Linked DNA regions of Mus musculus: region 1 is linked to region 2. A link is a contact called in public promoter capture Hi-C data. All regions are on one chromosome and are shown on one strand. The core of a region is the stretch at or near the end of the contact, and the rest is flanking DNA. Distances in the headings are between cores, read along the strand shown.

What was found. Promoter capture Hi-C pulls out the DNA fragments that hold promoters and counts their contacts.
Region 1: a promoter capture Hi-C map of embryonic stem cells shows a contact between it and region 2, with 3 times the contacts expected there. The contact joins the promoter of Ubl7 here to the promoter of Cyp1a2 in region 2. A contact is called at or near these places in 10 of 39 promoter capture datasets (the C10 cell line, the HPC-7 cell line, HPC-7-derived erythroid cells and 8 more), 3 of 484 Hi-C or Micro-C datasets (B cells, embryonic stem cells and trophoblast stem cells), 2 of 115 datasets of contacts at active chromatin or transcription factors (large pre-B cells and pancreatic cancer cells) and 3 of 9 other capture datasets (adipose tissue, embryonic stem cells and liver).

What each region holds. Positions count from the first base shown.
Region 1 is chr9:57,908,600-57,913,709 of GRCm38.p6, reverse strand. Ubl7 (ubiquitin-like 7 (bone marrow stromal cell-derived)) reads right to left here and starts at 2,724. Exons shown (of 11, transcript NM_001122873.1): 1 at 2,651-2,724; 2 at 860-1,072. The coding sequence starts at 1,043.
Region 2 is chr9:57,679,799-57,684,950 of GRCm38.p6, reverse strand. It overlaps Cyp1a2 (cytochrome P450, family 1, subfamily a, polypeptide 2), which reads left to right and starts at 1,296. Exons shown (of 7, transcript NM_009993.3): 1 at 1,296-1,346; 2 at 2,414-3,249; 3 at 3,840-3,957; 4 at 4,612-4,701; 5 at 4,981-5,104. The coding sequence starts at 2,422.

The sequences.
Region 1 (5,110 bases), core at 1,475-3,974, 230 kb before region 2:
GTGTGCTGGCACACACTTTTTATCCCAGCACTCAATAAGCAGAGATAAGTGGTGAGTTTGGGCCAGCCAGGGCTACAAAGTGAGACCCTGTCTTGAAACAAACAAAACCCCAACATTTTAAACAACTTTATCAAGTACAAATGCTTATTTAAGAAGTATATGCACAGTACACCTCTAAAGCTCAACCCTGTAGAGAGTAGTGATTCCACATAAATGTGAAAAATATAACATCAAAAAGGATGGAGCTGCCGGGCAGTGGTGGCACTTGGGATGTAGAGGCAGGCGGATTTCTGAGTTCGAGGCCAGCCTGGACAGAGTGAGTTCCAGGACAGCCAGGACTGCACAGAGAAACCCTGTCTCGAAAAACCGAAAAAAGAGGATGGAGCTGATCACCTGTGATAGGAATGTCTTCACCAGGGAGAACCCTTGGCTAGCGTACATTTCGCTCCTAATCTAATCTGACTGTTCTCTACGAAAGCTCTTCCTTCCTCCACTAGGAGTACATTGCCAACCTCATTTCCTATTTTGCGGCCTTCCCTTTATTCAGCCATCAAGACAAACAAAAACATCCTTCTAATTATCCCTTAAGTCTTAGGTGACAGATTGAGGAGTCTTGTCTCATCTGCAAGTCTTTGCTAATTTTGTTCGATCAGACAAAAGACTTCAACAACATCATAATGAAGAGTCTTAAATAATAACGTAGTTCAGTGTAACATGAGACTAAAGTGACAAACAACAGTTTTGTCATGTTTTATGTTTTCACTCATGTAAAACTTACTCTGGAAGGAGGCAACAAGCCCTTTTACCTCCTGTCCCAGGGGCAAGAGCAGCAACCCAGCTCCTGCCAATGAAGACTCACCGATCAGCTCCGGGTCTGGAACAGATTCCTGGAGCTTGCCAGCAATAAGCTGCTTCAGAAATGAAATGCTATAGCCCCCTAGGGAATATTCTCCCAGTTCTGTCTCTGGCAACTGAAGAATAGATTTTGGAGCAAGTGGCTGGTCAGCCAGCTTCACTGCCAGATGCCAGTCTGAGAGAGACATCCTCTCTCTTTCGCGCTCTCTCTTTCTCCCTGTAAAACAATAAGGCATTAACGGTTAAAAGTCAACCCACCTCCCTACTCATCTCTCCCTGCAACAAGAATAAAGGAAAGATCATTTCAGTGTACTACTGCTAGAGAAACATAGGTGTAGCACTAAGAGGCTAGAACTAGAACCTAGTGTCCCTCCCTTAATTCTTTCTCTGGTGGACTACAAGGGATTTCTCTTATGCCTCAGTTTCTTCACCTTTAAAGTAAACACAAAAGCCGGGCATTGGTGGCACACGCCTTTAATCCCAGCACTTGGGAGGCAGAGGCAGGAGGATTTCTGAGTTCAAGGCCAGCCTGATCTACAAAGTGAGTTCCAGGACAGCCAGGGCTACACAGAGAAACCCTGTCTCAAAAAAACAAAAGAAAAAAAAAAAAAAAGTAAACACAAAAGGCCAATCAGTTGGATAGGAATGTTGTGAGGTTCAAGCAAGATCACCCAACCCTCTCCCTTCTACACACTCATTTCTGGTTTTCTTCTCCAGCTTTTGATTTAGCTATAACAACACTTTAAGGAGGGCCCTTGTCTCTCTTGCCTGCCCTTATCAGAGATCTATAGCACCACCCAATGTCTTATTGTTAAAACACAGATCTAACAAACTTAACTGCTTAGAAGGCCCCCATTAATCCCAAAGCACTTCTATGAACAGGTGGGTGTTAACTCCACAGCCAGATTACAAACCCATTTATTCTGACGCCTACCAGCTTTCTTCAATAGACCCAGCCCTGCCCCTTTATAACAACACACGTAAGTATACTTCATAACAAAGTTGTCCCCTATATGTAACTCTGCTCACCTCCTGTCTTTGCATATAAGTTCTCTTCCCTTTTTGGCCTCTTAGCAAACTCCTACCAAGACCCACACAAACACATCGGTTCCATGCTCTCTTCTTGGTCACACATTCCCTGTTCCCTCAAGGCAAAAGAGCAACACAAATCAATAGATTTGAGGACAAGTCAGCCAGCTTCATTACCAGATGCCAGACTTAGAAAGCTACCTTCTCTTTGCTGCTTTTTCCCTTGTACAACTTATTTACTTCTCAACTTCTCATTGCGTCCCTCATATTTGTGAAACCCCCCCCATTCTTGAAAGCCAAGACTAGAGCTTTTCTAACACAGTCCCCAGCCTGACATATATGAATGCCCACAAAATAAATCTAAAAATTCAAAGGGTGCAAGAGCCTTGTACCGCAAGACCAGTCCTTGTTACAGACACTATTTCTGCCAAAGAGGTCTCTTGCAGTAAAGACAAGGCTAAGAAAAAACTGTGGTGCGACCCAGCGGACTTCAAGGTACTATCCACCTTTAGGTTTAAAGCGAGAAAGGAGGTTTTTGTATACCGATTTCAATCCTCACAACTGTCTCCTGAAACTGGCATCATTGTCCTTATTTTACAGATCAGGAATAAAGACTCAGAAAGCTGAAGTCTCTTGGCCCAAGGTCACAGATACCTAGTCGTGAGTAGGGACAATGTTGACAACCCCACCTCTCTCGTGGGACCAGTTAGCTACTCCGGACCCACGAGAGCCCCGCGCGCCCAGGGAGGGGGCCCAGCGCCCTCACCCGTCCCGCGGAAGGAACCCGGCCGCAGCGAGCCGCCGGTGTAAACACTCACTCTGGTCCTCTTGCCGGAAACCGGAAGCTCCGCGCTGCATTCTGGGGACTATAGTTTTCACTGAGACCCAGCCCCTTATAAATGGCCGTCCAGCAGCTAGTGGCAATGCTTCCGGGTCCTAGGAGGCGTGAGTGCGAGCACGAGCAGTTTGAGGTCCTAGAAGCCAGTAGGTTGTAGCTTTCTGTCAGACACAATTGTACCACCACCTGAGGTAGGGAGACTCAGTGTGGAATTTTCGAAAGCAGCCAATAGCCCGATGATTCCCGCGCTCTCCAGGGATATATGTGAAGCCTGTTGGTTGTCCCGGGTTTGGAGGAGTCCTAGGCCGGAGGGCGAGCCTTCTCCGAGGGGGACGGGTTCCTAAGTGGACAGGCGCCCCGCGGCCCTTCCGATGAAGACGCAGTTCTCCCACGTAGCCAGCCTCTTGTGCTTCTTGCTCCTTTCTCCCAGGAAACCTGCCTTGTGGCAGCGCACCAGGGCGCTAAAAGTTGAGTCCGTAAGGGGAGTGATTAAGTCGGGTTTCTGGCCCACCGCGAACATGCAACAATGGGGTTTATAACACAGTCATTCGTAGAATCAGTTTGGGGAGGGGAATTTCCACTGAACTTTCGTGGAGACACTGCCTGTTTTAGATGGCTGAGAAACTAATGCACAATCAAATTGGATTGAGTTTACACAAAAGTTAGAGTTAGCTAAACTCAAGAGAGAAGTGATTTTTCTCAGAAAGTTCCACAATTAAGGAAAACAATAACCAAAAACAACCAACTTTAAAACTGTGAAGCTGAGGGACGGGTGAGATGGCTCAGCAGGTAAAAGCACTTGCATTCAAACCTGAGGACCTCCCCGGGAACAAATGGTGAAAGGATTGAACTGACTCCCCAAAACTGACCACACACACACACTAATAAAAAAATGTAATTTTAAAAGATAAAGTTCAGGCTGGAGAGAAGGCTCAGCAGTTAAGAGCACTGAGTGCTCTTCCAGAGGTCCTGAGTTCAATTTCCAGCAACCAAGTGGTGACTCACAGCCATCTATAATGGGATCCGGTGCCCTCTTCTGGTGTGTCTGAAGACAGTGACAGTGTATAAAATACATAAATAAATCTTTTTTTTAAAAAAAGTTCATAATAGCTACTGTGTACACAAGTGTAAAAGTTGTATTCTTGCCGGGCGTGGTGGCGCACGCCTTTAAGCCCAGCACTCAGGAGGCAGAGTCAGGCAGATTTCTGAGTTTGAGGCCAGCCTGGTCTACATAGTGAGTTCCAGGACAGCCAGGGCTACACAGAGAAACCCTGTCTCGAAAAACAAAACAAAACAAAAGTTGTATTCTTGTACAGTCCACTCTAGGACAGAACTCGGGTAGTAACTGAGTACAATAGCTTAACAGAGAAAAAGCAAACTACACATACATAATTAACCCTCCTGGTCTTATAAAATATGCATGCTGCTAGAGAGTTTCACGGTGCCCAAAGTCCTTCTTCCCTATCCTGTCCATTTTTAAATACAGCCCCTCTTTCAGGAATTAAGTGGCCATCCTCTTAACCAATTTTCTATCTACTAAAGTACTGACACTTAAACACACTTTATTTCATTAAATTTTGTTTAGTACTGTGTCTTAACTGTTTGCCGGAGATGTCAGAAATTCTGTCTCTTTTTGTGTTCTCAAAATGGAGCTGAATGCTCAGGAGATTCTTTTGTTTGTTGTCATCATAATTTTCATGAAAAAATGGCCCTTAACTGCCTTGCTTACCTTCCACTGTTGATCTTTACCTGAAACATAGCAGGTTAGCAATAAGAATGTCTTGAATGGGGGCTGGAGAGAGCTCAGCGGCTAAGAGCAGTGACTGTTCTTCTGGAGGTCCTGAGTTCAAATTCCAGCAACCACATGGTGGCTCATAACCATCCGTAACAAGACCGGATTCCCTCTTCTGGTGTCTGAAGACAGCTACAGTGTATTTACATACAATAAATAAAATAAATCTTTAAAAAAAAAGGAATGTCTTGAATGAATGATCCAGGCCAAAGCTATTTATCAAATATGACTGTCTTATTGTATGCCTTTTGTTCTCCAGAGAGGAGAGAGGAGATTTCAATTGATGATGTTGCAAATGGGCAAATTAATGAAGGAATCAACCAAACAGGTTCTGTGTAAACCCAGTTAGCGAGTAAGTACCGTGCTCCCAAGCAAAGGTCAGGGCCTAGAAAAAGAAGCCTGGACACAAGACAAAGTTAGACGTCTGGCAAGAAGGAAAGAGGCCAAAACCAGGTCCTTCAGCCAGTTCTTATTTGGAAACACTGATATCCTTGTCAGCTCTAAGAACGTGCTGATGAGCATTCACTAAATGTTCAAGAGATCATTTGGTCTAATCAAGAATTCTATTGAGAAACAAATTGTAAGAATGGACATTT
Region 2 (5,152 bases), core at 47-2,546:
GGTGTTTTGACTGCACATATGTCTGTGTGAGGGTGTCAGGTCCCCTGGAACGGGAATTACAGACCATTGTGAGTTGGCATGTGGGTGGTGGGAATTGAACCCTCTGGAATAGCAGTCAGTGCTCTTTACCTCTCTCTCCGGCCCCCATGAGTTGTCTTTGTTGTCTTTTAATTCCTTACCATCTTCCACAGGAGGGAGAGTGCAGAGAGAGCCTCCCTTTAGAATACAAAATTCTAAAGAAAATAAAAGTTGGGAGAGGAGTTAAGACCTAATTCAGTGGTAGAGTCCTCACCAAGTATGTTTGTGGATGTAGGTTCAGGTATGCGCTCGCGCGCGTGCGCGCACGCGCGCACACACACACACACACACACACACACATGGGTGTGGGGTGTGATGAGGTAGCTACAACATACATGTCATGGTTAATCTCCAGTGTCATCTTGATGGGATTTAGGATCACCTAGAAGGTGGTCCTCAGGGCATACCTTTCCTGAAAGGTAACTAAGGAGGGAAAGCCCAGCCTGAGTGTGGGCTATACCATACCTAGGCTGCAGTCCCTGGTTAATAACAACAACAAAAGACTCTAGAACTAGCAGTCCTCTCTCTCTCTCTCTCTCTCTCTCTGTGTGTGTGTGTGTGTGTGTGTGTGTGTGTGTGTGTGTGTCTTTCCTGACTGCAGATGCCATGTGACCAGCCACTTCACATTCCTGCTGTTGCAACTCCTCTGCCACAATGGACTATACCCCAAAAGCATGAGCCAAAATAGTTCTTCCTTCCTCCCTCCCTTTCTTCCTCCCTTCTTCCTCCCTTCCTTCCTTCCTCCTTCCCTCCCTTCCTTCCTTCCCTTCCTTTTGTCAGGTAGATTGTTAATTCCAGAAAAGTCACGAGTACAATGCACCTCCCTATCTGCCTCCGTGGAGAGCATGAGCTGCCCTGGTTGGCCTGGGGGCTAGGCCCGTCCATTCTCATGGGTGGAGAAGAGGTTATATCTGTTCATCCACCTAATTTTTACACCCTGAACCCTGCCCTGTCTTTGAAAGAAGTGTATTCTTTCAAAGACATATACCTTGGCCCCTAAAATGTCATACTTTTTTATCTCCATGAATATTTATCTCCATGGACCCCAAGCCACTTCTGACCCCAAGTGAAAGGTGGAACTGAGGAGCCATGGCTTGAAGCCAAGAATTGATCCTTTCAGCTTTGTGCAGCATCCAGCTATGATATCAAGTGACCCGGGCACCTGGGCCAGTCCAGAGTGGGTGGTGTTATAAAAGGCCCCTCGTCGGAACCCAGAAGTCCTGGACTGACTCCCACAACTCTGCCAGTCTCCAGCCCCTGCCCTTCAGGTACGTCTGTGTGTCTTTCCAGATCATGAGACCTGCTGCTATTTCCTAAATGCTATTATGATGGAGAAACGGGGACCCTGTGGGAAGTGAAGGAAATCTGAGAGGTCTAAGGTTTTGCTTCTTAATTCTCAGCCCTGGACCTTTGCACCTCCGTGTGTGTGTTTATATGTATGTGTGTGTGTGTGTGTATCTCTGTCTGTCTTTCTGTCTTTCTGTCTGTCTGTCTGAACACCACAGCTTATGTGTGGAGCTCAGAGACAACTTTCAGGAATCAGTTCTTTCTTTCCACCACATCAATTCCAGGGATCAAACTCAAGTCATCAGGCTTTCAGCAAGTGCTTTTACCACTGAGCCATCTCACTAGCCCATTACCTTTAATTAAACAGTTTCAACCAGGCTTTTTCTGAGGACAGTTGCCTGGAGTAAAGAGGTAGGGAAAGAATTCCCACCTGGCATTGGACAGCCCCAGACCTAACTGTAGCCCACTTCAGCCTCTAAGCATGGAAGTAAATGAAGACTCACTTTTGGAGGAGGAATCTCTGCTGGGTGTTGTTAGAGTGTTATAGAGAAAGGAGGATATCACAGGTCATTGATATCATCCCAGGAACAGTGGCTTTCTGTCGCTTGGGCAAGGAGGCATCTTCTGTTCCTTGGGTATGTGGAGGGTACCACCAATGTGTTGGACCCTCTGGCAGAAAGTGGTACAAACACTCTGTTACTGTGGCTGTTGAGGAGCTGCTTTTAGCATCATGGTTTTGGAGTGGTCACTTGCATCCATGCCAGTCTGAGAATTGGAAACGAGAGAGGTAGACAAAACAGCCTGGGATGGAAATCAAGACACTAAAGTTGTAAATGCAAGGCTCCTTCCCAGCCCTTGGCTTTTGGGATGGGGTAAGGGCAAATCCCTGAAAGAACAAGACACAGGACAGGTATATTCACGTTTCTGATGTGTGGCTGAAAGCCAAGCACAGGATGTATGTCAGCACCTACTGAATGAGTGAATGAAAGGATAAACGGAAGGCTCAGAATCCATCCCCAACCACTCCATCTTTCCATTTCCCCTGCAGTGGTACAGATGGCGTTCTCCCAGTACATCTCCTTAGCCCCAGAGCTGCTACTGGCCACTGCCATCTTCTGTTTAGTGTTCTGGATGGTCAGAGCCTCAAGGACCCAGGTTCCCAAAGGCCTGAAGAATCCACCCGGACCCTGGGGCTTGCCCTTCATTGGGCACATGCTGACTGTGGGGAAGAACCCACACCTGTCACTGACACGGCTGAGTCAGCAGTATGGGGACGTGCTGCAGATCCGCATCGGCTCCACTCCTGTGGTGGTGCTGAGCGGCCTGAACACCATCAAGCAGGCCCTGGTGAGGCAGGGAGATGACTTCAAGGGCCGACCAGACCTCTACAGCTTCACACTTATCACTAACGGCAAGAGCATGACTTTCAACCCAGACTCTGGACCCGTGTGGGCTGCCCGCCGGCGCCTGGCCCAGGATGCCCTGAAGAGCTTCTCCATAGCCTCGGACCCGACGTCAGCATCCTCTTGCTATTTGGAGGAGCACGTGAGCAAGGAGGCTAACCATCTCGTCAGCAAGCTTCAGAAGGCGATGGCAGAGGTTGGCCACTTCGAACCAGTCAGCCAGGTGGTGGAATCGGTGGCTAACGTCATTGGTGCCATGTGCTTTGGGAAGAACTTCCCCCGGAAGAGCGAGGAGATGCTGAACATCGTGAATAACAGCAAGGACTTTGTGGAGAATGTCACCTCAGGGAATGCAGTGGACTTCTTCCCGGTCCTGCGCTACCTGCCCAACCCGGCCCTCAAGAGGTTTAAGACCTTCAATGATAACTTCGTGCTGTTTCTGCAGAAAACTGTCCAGGAGCACTACCAAGACTTCAACAAGGTGAGTCTGGGAGGCAGGCTGTAACCCACATCACCGCCAGAGAAATGCCCTCTGGAGTCCTTCTCCCAGGTACTCAGAGTGCCGTGTGCAGCGGAGAGTGCCGTGTGCAGCGGAGACCTTGGGAAGCTCTGGGCCCTTAGCAACTATGACCTTCCCTTCTTCCTTACAGCTCGCCTCTGGGGACTGTTCCAAACCCCAAAAGTGGAGGCATGTGATGGAGCCTTGGCGAGCTTTGCAATGGGGGTGGGGGTGGGGTTCACTAAGTTAAAGGCAATTTATTGTTCTGCAGGAAAATGAACCCTACAGAGGCTACGTAAGCTCCAGCTTCGTGTCACTTTTCTTCCCTGTGTTCACCCTACCTCTTCCTCCTCTGAAACCTGAGCCCTGGGGTTATGGGAAAGAAGGGTCAGGGGTACATGAAATGACTACACTCTATTTAGGGCTGATGCTAGTTCAAAAATCTGAGCTCTAGCCCAGGGCCTGGAGACCAAGGCAGTTCCCAGGCCCCCGGGACATATCAAATGGGATGGGTAAGGTTGGGCATTTGGCCCTGGAAGTGCCAAAGTTACCCTGAACTTATGTCCTCCTAGAACAGTATCCAAGACATCACAAGTGCCCTGTTCAAGCACAGCGAGAACTACAAAGACAATGGCGGTCTCATCCCCGAGGAGAAGATTGTCAACATTGTCAATGACATCTTTGGAGCTGGTAGGAGCCACCTTTCTGCCCCTCCATCCACCAATTGCTATTCACCCATATACAACCTCATCAACCACATCAGGTGACACACAACAGACTCCTGCCCTAAGATCAAGGTGTGACCTCATGCTGTGCCACCAACTCCTAGAAGTAACTCAACTAAGTCCCTCTCCTTTGGAGGTCTGGGTTTACCCACAGGGAAAGAGTAAGAGTTCTATAACTACAAGTCCAGACTTATAATCCCAGCTGCTGACTAGAAGCAAGTGTCTATTGGGTTTTGTTTGTTTTGGTTTCTGATTTGGTTGGTTTTGACTTATTACATTTGAGACTAGGTTTCACCTCTAAATCCCAGGCTGGCCTCAAACTTACGACAGTTCTCCTGCCTCTGACTCTGTAGTGTTGGGATTCTAGATATAAGCCATCATGCTCAGCTTTTAAGATTCTGCTGAGGACTCACTCAGTCCTTCCCTCAGGGTAGACAGGATGGGAGCCAGAGAGAGAGAGACAGAGAGACAGAGACAGAGAGAGACAGAGAGACAGAGAGACAGAGACAGAGACACTTATGCTAGTGCTTGCTTGGTAAAAACAAACAAACAAAAAAACCCAAAGAGTTTTCCTTCTGTCCATTTTCTCTTCCCCTTCACCCTCCCCCCTGCTGCCCAGGCTTTGACACAGTCACCACAGCCATCACCTGGAGCATTTTGCTACTTGTGACATGGCCTAACGTGCAGAGGAAGATCCATGAGGAGCTGGGTACGTACTGTTCCCAACCCTAGAGTCAGAGAAGCCTTGAAGCTCTGGGTCACTTGACCCACAAATACATAAATACATGTTTATGTGCCCACTATGAGTAAGCCCTAGGCATATGGCATGCCCCACTTATCCAAATGCATTGTTGGGTCGGGGGGGACTGTGGGGAGTCTCAGAAACGCGAGTAAACAGTACAACATAGACAGAGTGATATTAGTACAACAGGGACCCAAGTGCATGCAGCAGACAGAACATCCCATGAGGTCTGCTCGTGCTTTACAGACACGGTGGTTGGCAGGGATCGGCAACCACGGCTTTCTGACCGTCCCCAGCTGCCATATCTAGAGGCCTTCATCCTGGAGATCTACCGATACACATCCTTTGTCCCCTTCACCATCCCCCACAGGTAATGACCCTGTTCTGTGCCCCTCAAGTTTTCATACTTCCCTCTACC